3 separate regions of the Zea mays genome follow, and regions 1 and 3 are each linked to region 2. The links are chromatin contacts, called in public Hi-C maps. All regions are on one chromosome and are shown on one strand. Each heading gives the region's core, a stretch centred on a gene start, on an enhancer-like site or on the middle of the called end of the contact. The rest is flanking DNA. Distances are from core to core; before and after follow the strand shown.

The links. Hi-C and Micro-C count contacts between places; a contact is called where the count stands out from the background.
Region 1: a Hi-C map of tassel shows a contact between it and region 2, with 3 times the contacts expected there. The contact joins the promoter of LOC100193977 here to the promoter of LOC100500952 in region 2. A contact is called at or near these places in 3 of 25 Hi-C or Micro-C datasets (bundle sheath, ear and tassel).
Region 3: a Hi-C map of tassel shows a contact between it and region 2, with 6 times the contacts expected there. The contact joins the promoter of LOC100273657 here to the promoter of LOC100500952 in region 2. A contact is called at or near these places in 8 of 25 Hi-C or Micro-C datasets (bundle sheath, ear, endosperm and 3 more).

Annotation. Positions count from the first base shown.
Region 1 is chr3:187,942,820-187,946,384 of Zm-B73-REFERENCE-NAM-5.0, reverse strand. It overlaps LOC100193977, which reads right to left and starts at 1,437. Exons shown (of 2, transcript NM_001139045.1): 1 at 810-1,437; 2 at 1-276. The coding sequence starts at 1,265.
Region 2 is chr3:188,369,100-188,372,685 of Zm-B73-REFERENCE-NAM-5.0, reverse strand. LOC100500952 (HIT-type Zinc finger family protein) reads right to left here and starts at 2,223. Exons shown (of 7, transcript NM_001195852.1): 1 at 2,003-2,223; 2 at 974-1,005; 3 at 670-735. The coding sequence starts at 2,076.
Region 3 is chr3:188,037,793-188,041,699 of Zm-B73-REFERENCE-NAM-5.0, reverse strand. It overlaps LOC100273657 (BCL-2 binding anthanogene-1), which reads left to right and starts at 1,276. Exons shown (of 4, transcript NM_001148071.1): 1 at 1,276-1,781; 2 at 2,584-2,846; 3 at 2,933-3,079. The coding sequence starts at 1,610.

The DNA of each region.
Region 1 (3,565 bases), core at 188-2,687, 430 kb after region 2:
GCCGCCATTCGTCAATAATTGCCATAAAGATTGCCAAACACTCCTCGATGAAGCTTGGTTTCTTGGACAAAGGTGCTTATTCAAATAAGCCACGAGATTCTTCGATTGCATGAAGACAGCTGTTTCTAGCACGAAACCCTTGCTGAAGTCGTTAGGAAGACCTAGAACAGGAGCTTGGACCAACTTCTGTTTGAGCAAATGAAATGTCCGATCAGCAACCGGGGGCAATTGAATTGGGTGCCCTTCTTCAGTAACTCCATTAATCATGCCGTAGTGCTGAATGAATTTGCAATAATACCACGTAAGGTCGTAAGTACGAGCAATGTTTACAAGTCGTCCGATTAATCGTGATTAGTCGTAATTAATCGTCCAAATCGGTTCGGAAAAATAGCGATTAATCGCTAAGTCGTCTGACTACTTGGTCAAGTCGGTCAGCCAGAACGACCAGCAAGTCGTCCGACTTGAAAAAATTGAGTACGAAACCCTTGTGCATTCCTCAGCACAACACTACACTATATGCCTATCAAGAGTATTCATCCCATAATCATGTAATAACCCATCTAATATTATATCAAATCATGCATCTACCTATCAAACATGCATATAACCATATTACGACATATAAGGAGTCATTTCATCAAAAATTTATATCGAAGCTAATCCTAACAACACTCCGAAACATAAACGACATACCACTTAATTTAATCTTTTTTTCTATGAATCTCTGATCTACACCCAGACACACAATAACAACTTCAAGCTATAGGTACCGAGTGGGGAATGAATGGAGAAGGAACAACGAGTCTCACCATGATTAAACCAAATTGCGGATGCGATGATAAATTCTGATTCAAACATTTCGTCAAGCACAAGGTGTGTGATGCACTAGAGTTCCTTTCTTCTCCACCTCCCAACTCACACAAAAACATACGTATAAACAACAGTAAGGATTTGATGCCGGTAGGGAAATGAGTAGGACAAGAACGACATGGCCTCACCAGAACAGCAATAAGGCGACGACGCAAGATGAGAGTGCCGTGACGGCCCAAGACACGACAAGTCAGGGGATGGGGCGAGCTGCAGGAGCAAGGGAGCGGTCTGCAGGCACGACCGAAGTTGAAACCGAGCAGAGGATGGGCGAGCTCGGACCTTCCTGGTGGCCGGTGAGCAGGGAGGGAGCGTTGGCGAGCTGGAGTACTGGGCTCCGAGTGCAGGAGCAGAGAGGGAGGCGCTGGGGAGGGAGGAGATGGAGGAGAGGCGGCCATGGTTTGGAAGCCGAGGGAGCAGGGATGACCGGCGAGGGGAAGGCGCAGCGAGCCGCCTGCGTTGGAGAGCTCGCGGTCGACGGCGACCAGCAGCTAGGGCCGGCGAGGTGAGGGCTGGAGGGAGCGGCTGAGATGGGCTTGGTGAGGAGCGGCTTGGGGAGAGAGAGACGTGAGGGAGAAGGGGATTTGGGAGGGGCGGCGGCTCTCTACTGCAGGAAGAAGGGCAGAGCCGCAGCCCGCAGAGGGCTGTTGGCAAGAAATTCCAGAGGGCTGTTGGCTGAAAGCCTGGTCGGCATGAGACAAGGAGAAAAGGGCCACGGAGAAAAAGAAAAAAAATGGTTTTTTCCTCTTCAGGTTTTGCATTTAACAAGATCAAATGTATAAATCCCGATTATGAGATTTGGGTTTTTAAGAAGTGTAAACATGTCAAACCAAATTAATATGGACAAGAATATTTTAGACAGGTTTTGCTTTGCTTAGAAATCAGACAAAAATTTATCTGGTAAGGAATAGATTTGATTATCAGGTTAAGGTTTGAGCCTGACGTTGACGGATCAAACTAAACGATATCGGATTCGATGTTTTAATAGACATTCGATTTAGTTGAACTTAAACGAATTTCGCCGCTACCTGAATATTCGACTAGAAAACAACTCAATTTATAACTCTACGCCTGGTTTTCTTGATACGGATTGTGGTCGAATTTATAAAATCGAATTCTCATATTCGCGTACTAGATCGATCCAAATAGCATAGGTTCAACATCTTGAAAGATTTCTAAAATCCAAACTTCTCTATAATTTTTGGACGACTTAGATAGACAGAGACAGATACGATATCAAAATCAGGATAAACAAATATGATTAGAATTTAGTGTCCATTTTATTTACTGATATCCCGCGCTTCAATCCATAGTTGTTGAACGAGAGATAAACAACTAGGGTGTTAAATTAGGTAGATTCACGGGTTAAGATAAAAAATATAACTTACAAGAGTAAAGCCGTAGAAAGCTAGAGCGGCTCGTTTGACCGCACCCGCGGATCAGCAACTGAAAGCTAACTTCCTAGAGCAGGTCGTAGGAAGTTAGTAGGAGAATATTACTTCCTAGAGCAGGCCGTAGAAAGTTAGCTTTTCGTTTGACTGGTCAAAAGCTGAAAGCTAACTTCCTAGAGGAGACTGTAGGAAGTTAGCATGTGCAGCTAACTTCCTAGAGGCGGCCGTAGGAAGTTAGCGGCTCGTTTGACCGCACCCGCGGATGAGCAACTGAAAGCTAACTTCCTAGAGGAGGCCGTAGGAAGTTAGCTGTGCATGCTAACTTCCTACGGCCGCCTCTAGGAAGTTAGCGGCTCGTTTGACCGCACATACGAGTCAGCATGTAAAAGCTAACTTCCTACAGCTTTTATAAAATGTCGTAGGAAGTTATGTTTATTTCCTAGAGCTACCAGTTGCCTCTCGGAAGTTATTTATTTCCTACGGTTTGTTATAAAAGTTGTAGGAAGTTAGAAAATCGTAGGAAGTGTATGATTTTGGTGTAGTGCGCACAATGACAGTCCTAACATTTTAGGGGCCAAGAACAAGGTTTAAAATAGAGACCTTTCTAATTATTTTATATATATATATAAATGTTAATATTTATATCAAACAATAAGATATCAAATAATAAGTAAACCAAAAGATTTATATATAGTATTACTTTAAAATTTTCTTCTAACATATTTAGGACTTCAATACTTTATTGCTGAACTATCGAACGATATATCTAGAATTAGGTCCTATGAATTTGGGGGTCGGAGAGTGGCCGCCCCTGTATCCCACCTTTAGGACCAGTTTAGGAACCACAATTTTTCAAGAAATTTTCGTTTTTCTAAGGAAGATTAGTTCGTTTTAATTTGGAAAATAGAAATTCTATGGAAAAATAAAGTTTCGAAACTAGCCCTTAGGCCACCACTGTCCACGAAGCTGTTTCACAGGTTGTGGTGTTGTCCAGTTTTTCACCACATTGATCTTACTAGGTTCAGTTGCCACACCCTAAGCTGAAACGACATGACCCAAGTATAAAGTATTCCGCTGAACTCTGCCTAAGTGAACACTTGGACAGTTTGACGTAAAACTTGTTATCATCCAAGATTTGGAAGACCTAGCGAAGTAGGTCCAAATGTGCTCCTCTGCGTTGGGCCACCACGCCCTAATGTCCGCACCTTGCGCCGGTCCAACGCTTTTGCGCCTGACCGGGCCGCTCTACCGGGCTGCCACGCTGGGCCAACTGCAGTGTCCTCGGCCGGTACATGCACGTGGATGCT
Region 2 (3,586 bases), core at 974-3,473:
TCAATAGAAGCCATAAATCAAGGTTCATGCACGTGGGTGGATAGCTATTTTCCATTCGCTCCTATTGAAAGCTAAATCTTTGGGTATATTCCATCCTTTCAAGTCTCATTTTACTGTCTCTTCCGATGTTAACTTCAGCATTTCCTTGCATCTCTTCCCATTACTATCGCGTCTTAGGAATTAGGATCCCACCACGCACTAGTCTCTAGAGGTCTTCATTAGATATGACCAAACCATCCTAATCAGCGTTGGACATTTTTTTTTTCAATTGGTGCTACCCCTAGCCTATCATGTATATCATCGTCCTAGACTTGGTTCCTTCTCGTATGGCCACAAATCCAAATCCAACACAACATATGCATTTCTGTAGTACTTGTCTGCTAAACATATGTGAACGTAAGCCAGGCATTAACGGATTAACCCTACAGTTAGCAAGAGTAAATAAGTCCCTAATAAGAACATTTGTACCTTTTTTAGGAACTAACAAAGTTGATATCTTCACCCAAGGAAACTACCAAAGTATGTAACGATTAGGGACAAACATATGCAAACAACAGTCGCAATTTACGCCTCATACCCTGTTCTAACTGGAGTAAGTCCCTATTGCCAACTATGTTAATAAAGCAGTTACATTTTAATAATTTTATTCCCAAAAGCTAGAGGACTCACTAACTTCCTCCTGCAATGCTGACTTGCTAATTTCTTCCTGATGCAATATCTTTTGACAAGATTCCTCTGCAAAGAAAGCAATATTTAGCACCAAATAACAACACATTCATGTAAGGCAGCTGGAACTCCTATACTTGATTGTTATACAGCTTGTAAGCATGTGGCCACTGCTCCCAGGACAAGAGAAACAATCTAAGTCGGAGATCACAGTACAAAAGCATTCCAATCTATTCTTTAGTCCTGTCAGAATACATTAAATCATTGACAAATTTAAAGTTGACAAACTGCAAGGTTGGGACAGTACCTTTGTGCTTTTTAAAGCATGTGACAGAGCAACTGCAAATAATAATGAGACAGTAAATTAGGTTCAACTAATAAAAAAATGAGAGAATGTTTTTAGTTAATCTGTAGCATATATGATATGTAACAAAATACTTAGTATCAACACTAATTTACATTTTCCAGGCATAATTTTGAATGAGCCCAAAGTGATTGCAAGGATCGTATGACTTGATTTAATTAACAGATGATGAACTTAGAAACATGATAAAGTAGAACAGGTTAAGAAAGCCTAATGGCATTGAAGGCTGGCATGTTTAGTGATACCGTTATGTTGTAATTAATAAATGATACCCCAAGTTACAAAATAATGATACTATGGTAGCATCACCAGTTGAAGCCGCATTCTTAAAAAAAGGACTCAGTGGCCCGACTTTATATCTCCTCAAGGTAAGAGCAACCTTATTCCTTATGTGCACGCTACTTTCATTTAGGAAAAGTTGCTGACATTTGGGTTTTGGATTAATGCAGCATTTCATAGTTATATGTCCCACTAATGTACTTTAAATTTCCGCTAAAGATAAGATGAGCATCAAACACAACACTATGTTTAATGCTAGAATTGTGGTGATATTAGGCTATCTCCAGCAGCTTACCAATGCCCATCCCCATATTCAAACTCCACTCTGCAATGTAGTCTACCATGCAAAACAGTGTTTTTGTGTGACCATATAGGTGAACTGTTTAATACGGTCTTACTTTCTTAATTGATTGTAAGTATGAACAGTAAACTCGAATCTGGAGTCGGAGGCTACATGCAAATTTCAGGTGCCCATAGTCCAAACATGCCCAGTCACTTTGGTCCATGAACCCTAGCCAACCCGTCAGCTCCTCAAAGAAGAAATTGAGCAAATACAGTCTGAACTAACGCTAGATAACTCAACAGAGATACCCCTGCTACTCTACTGACAAAGAAACCACGCCTCAACGATACGCTTGGCGAGAGCACATGTAACCACGCACAACGGCAGATAAAGCTTGTGGCTGGACTCACTAGGGCGTGCGACAAGAAGGGCACTTGTACTTGGGCGGCGCCTCCTTGCAGACGCAGCAGCTCCCGTCACCCATCTCCCGACCAAACTCGAGACCGTCCCGCAGAGGAAGAGTCGGTCGGCACGGGTTCCTACCAAGCACGCGTTGCTGAGAGCTTGCGATCTGCGGCGCTGGGGGCCAGGGGTGTCGATGCCGGAGTCCACCGAGCCGCAGGTGGCGGCGGGCGCCCACCTGTGCACGGGCTAGGGTATATGGTTTGGAGAAAAGAAATGTTGCCGTTCGGGAGGAGAGATTTGACATTACGAAACACGCGGCTTCGACGAAATAGAGGCTAGGGTTTCTTCGTTATGAAAAAGCTGGACATAGCCAACACTCTAAAATGGACATGTCAACTCCATTAACAGGTAACGACGATCTCAAACTCACGCCGTCGTATTTCCGTTACCATATACGTACGTGAGGCCTGCTGCTCGCTCTTGCTGTCGTCCACGGACATGGCACTGACAGTGTTGGAGACCACCGAGCAGCAGCTCCTCCCGTGCCAGCAGTCCGTCAAGCAGGGCGCTGGTGATGGCGGCAACGGCAAGGCCGCCGCTGCTGGCGCCGAGAAGGCTACTGTCATGCCAAAGGAGACGAGCCACATCGGCGACGTCGACCGGCCGGACAGGGACCACATATGGAGCATGATTCAGGCGCAGAAGCCGCCACTCGGAGACAGGCTCGGACGGCTTCTCCGATACCGACGGCTCGGCCGCCACCGACCGCTCGTGCCCGGGCTGCGACGACGACGAGCGCGGGTAGGAGGAGGAGGTGGTGGTCCTGCACGCGGCCCCGCCCAGGGCGTTCCCGTCGCCGCTGCCGTCGCTGGCGCGACGCGGGCGGGAGCCCACCACCATGGAGATGAGGCAGGAGCGCCAGGACGGGCGCCTGCTCATCAAGGTCGTCCCGGTGGCGTCGTCCACCCTGCTCCGAGCGCAGCGCCGCGACGGCCGCCTGCTCCTGTCGTTCGCGGACACGGTCGCCCCTGCCCTGGACGAGCTGTACAGGAGGAGCGGCGACCAGCCGGAGACCGAGCAGTAGGCCGGCGAGGAAGACGAGGAGGACGAGGTCGAGGTCGTGGAGAACGCGACGGGTATGGCTGCCGCGCGAAGTCTTGGTCGGAGGCAGCGGCGCTCGGCTGCCGCGCGAAGGAGAACGCGACGGAGATGGAGAACGCGACGGGGATGGAGGAGAACTGACGGCGACGGCGCTGGGGACGGAACTCGGTTTCAACGAGACTAATACTGCTCTGAATCAGTTAATGGAGTTGGTATGTCCATTTTAGAGTGTTGGCTATGTCTAGCTTTTCTATAACGGAGAAACTCTCGCCTGAGCCTCTATTTCGTTAAAACCGCATCTGTCGTGTTTCATAATGTCAAATCTCTCGTTCGGGAGGGAGAAGAAAACGACCGACCGCGACTCGTGCAGTCGTGCGGGAAACATCGTCCTGGAGCGTGTGTGTGTGTGGATGTGGTGAGCCGTGAGGGAGATTTTGGGCCGTTGCACCCGGATGGGCCGGTTCAGCTGGTTCTCTGAGCGCAGCTAT
Region 3 (3,907 bases), core at 27-2,526, 330 kb after region 2:
GTAAGGGATTTTACTAAACATAATGTTTTATAAAAAGAGGGTTAGAATGCTTTTCAAGCACAAATAAAACTTGATCAACTAAAAGCAACCGCTCAAGCTAGCCCACTATATAGCCAACCCACTTTTACCAAAGTGAGGTACTTGTTGAGTGCGAAAGTACTCACTCTAGCCTTTTCCACCCCTGTCCTATGTACTTTTTATATCTATATGGAGAACATGTGTCCTGAACTTAGAAATTTTAGGACTACGACGAGTTCTAGGCTTGAGATTGGAAGGTCTACTGGTGGATTTAAAACAGTATCGCGATTATGTAATAAATACTCTATTTTGATATAATAAAGCATTGTGTTTTGATATAGTCTATTATATGACATCGCTATACATGTGATTCTTGATCCGATTACATGTATTGTGGGTATTCGGTTTTATCCTTAAAGCTGTGTGCCAGATTTGCACTTCGCTTGTTTCGATCATGATCCTAATTTTGTACTAATAATACCCGAAAGATATAACCGATATGCAGTCATATTAAATGGTATTAGTATAGAAGCTAATGTCGCTATTATGGATGTATTTCACGATGAAATGACCATAGTACTTGCTCTTGCTTAGGACTAGCATGCAATGGAAATTAGTCTTCATTTGATCTCATGAGTATTTATGTGAAAATATTGCATTTGCTTAAAAACATTTTTGTGAATAAATATCAATAGAACACGTATAGCATATAAAGTAGATATTTTCAAACGATCTCAAGGGCAAATTAAAGAGGTCATCCCAACCAAAATCTTTAGATCTGGAACTGTCGTGTACCTTAAATTAACAATTTGTGAATATTAGATTTACCATAAAGCTGTTACGCAGTAAATCTCAAATCCACATTCACTTTTTTTTAGACGCAGGCGCAGCCGAGATTGAACAAGCAAAGGGTCCTACACTAGAATTGACGAGTCCTTTGTACCGGGCTGGGAGCCTGGGATAGCTGCTCATGATATTGCCCGTTGCGAAGTGCAAAAAAAAAACACGAAAGCCACACCACGAAGCGGATGATTCATCCAAACCAAAATTTCACGTGGGGGACGGGGCCAACCGAGCGCCGCACAACCTCTCGAGTCTCCACCGAGTTCTCGACCATGCCACGAGGCCGGCCCTAATGAGGCCCGGTCCTCGCCGACCCCATAAGCTCTCTCGTGGGGACCGTCCTATCCACGGCGGACACGGCGAGTCAGCACAGCAACAGCGCACAGCAGCACACGGTATCCGTCCCGGGCCGGAGCCAACTCCCCAAGCCAGTCCAGTCCTTCCGTCCACCCATCCATCGTCCCCGCCTGCACCTCGCGAGCATCCAAAGCTGTACTTGCGGCAAGTTCTCGCAAAATCCTACTCCCACCGCCGACTCGTACCTCCGCTCCCCTCCTCCCCAACCCTTCCACGCTTGCTTCTCCGGGAGGGAAGGCACACGGGAGGTCGCCCCGCCACCCATCGCAAAAGCCACGCGCCACCAAACTCTTTTTTCCCTCACCCAGTCGCTTTCGCGTTCAGCGCGAGCTGAGCCAGCCAGTGGGTCGGTCGCTGGAGGCGGAGCCATAAAGGCGTCAGCGACGGCAGCATGATGAGCGGCAGATCGGGCGGGAGGGACGCCGAGGGCGAGTGGGAGGTTCGGCCCGGCGGGATGCTGGTGCAGCGCAGGGACGGTGAGGCGGCCGGCCCCGTCATCAGGATCAGGGTCTCCCACGGCGCCAACTTCCGCGAGGTCGTCGTGCCGGCGCAGGCTACCTTCGGTACGCTAGCCAACCCTGTTCGTTAGTCGTTACTGATCCCTACTCCCTTATGTCGCATATTCGCTTTGGCGAAGATGTATAGGAGGAATTGGGTTTTGGATCTTGACATGTCAACTGACAATCTAGTGGATTTTAGTTTAAGTCAACACGATTTTTCAGTTCTTTCTCCCAGTCCCAGCTATTGATTTTAGATTCCAGACGAGTCTAGACGAACAACAGATGGTTCTCGAATGTTTTCATGTCAGGATGAAAAGTGCTTACGTACTTGATGAATCGATCATGACCCTGCTCCGGCAACTTTACCGTGCTGAACGGCGACAAGATACCTACTAACTGTTATCGGTTAGCTTTTCGTACTAATCCTTGACCATCTGTTTCAATGTTATAGAAGTAGTAGTACTTATACCATCCATTGATCCATAAGTAGTACTAGTTATTCTTCTTATTGATAACACTAGCGTTTAAAAATGAACAAGCCGGCGACAAATATTCGAGAACGGATGTAGTACATTAATAACACCTGGCCAGTTGTGATGATCAAACATCAATTGGAACCTCATTGGCTTATAGCCTCACGTGCAATGGGACAAACCATTACATCACCTAGTAGGTCTTTACATGCGCGGGGAGCATTTTGTCAGTCAATCTGTATACAGTTTATCATTGGAAAGAAGCAGATACGATTACCTTTACCCCCAAATAATCAATAAACCTGCATAAATGATTCTTGCTTCTGCATTGATTGCTTGAAGGTGCTGGTTTACAATATTCTAATAGGCACTTTGTAATTTTGTATATGAAGGTGAGTTGAAGAGGATCCTTGTTCAGACTACTGGCTTGGAGCCTGAGAGGCAGAGGCTCTTCTTCCGTGGGAAGGAGAAGAGTGACAGAGAGTTCCTGCACACGGCAGGTGTTAAGGATGGAGCAAAGCTGCTTCTGCTCGAGAAGCCTGCCCCTGCCAACATAGAGCAGAAGGTTGAGCCTGTGATTATGGATGAAAGCATGATGAAGGCATGTGCGGCTGTTGCTCGTGTTAGAGTTGAAGTTGATAAGCTGTCTGCTAAGGTGAAGGGACATTCCATCTGCCTTCCTTAGTTGTTTAAGCATTCATGTGCCAAAGCATTTCTGGTACTCATGCTGTTCCTTTGTAGGTGTGTGACTTGGAGAAGAATGTACTAGGAGGGAGAAAGGTTGAGGATAAAGAATTTGTTGTCTTGACGGAGCTGCTTATGATGCAGCTGCTGAAACTCGATGGCATTGAAGCTGAAGGAGAAGCAAGGGCACAGAGGAAGGCTGAGGTACACAACTAAACAATCGCTGCTGATATTTTCAAACGTGCTACATCTTCAATGAGAATGCATTACAGCGACTGAAATGTTTATGATGTAATGCATCAGGATAAATTATATTGATGTTGGAGATATGGCATGACATGATCTTACATTTTTGGCTGAAGTAGAAATTTCAGCAGTACCTTTTCTTGTAGTCATACAATGAGTCCTTGATGCCTGCTCAAAAAGTAGTTAGTTCCTGAAGTATGGATGGTTGGCATATATCATAAGTCCTGACGGATTAACCTAGCATCTTGTAGTGATACTTGTCATATGAATCTTGAAATTTTTCATACAGTAGTATGGTCTCGGGAGTAATTGCGTTTTTTTAGTTTAAGCATGCCCTCCCATGACAAGATTTTCGCACTCTGGTGAATATTTCTTTGGCCGATTTCTTCCTTAGAGAGTGTCTCACTATATCGAGGCTATCTAGTTGAATAAATATCAATGGCCAGATTTTGCTAGTCTGACTTTGTCTGTTGACCAGATTTCCGCACTCTGTGTGGTGGTGTAGTGAACTAATATTTCTTCGGCCGATTTCTTCTGTAGAGAGTGTCTCGCTATATTGAGGCTATCTAGTTGAATAAATATCAATGGCCAGGTTTTGCTAGTCTGACTTTGTCTGTTGGCCTTCTTCTGTCCTAGCTTCACTTCTACACAAACTTTGCTGTGTAAGGGCAAACAAACCCTTGATCTAGTTGCATAAATACTTAGAATATTCCAGTTACCATCAAGTGTCCGACATTAATTTCAAAATTGTGCAAAGGTGAAAAGAGTACATCTAGAACCTTTCTT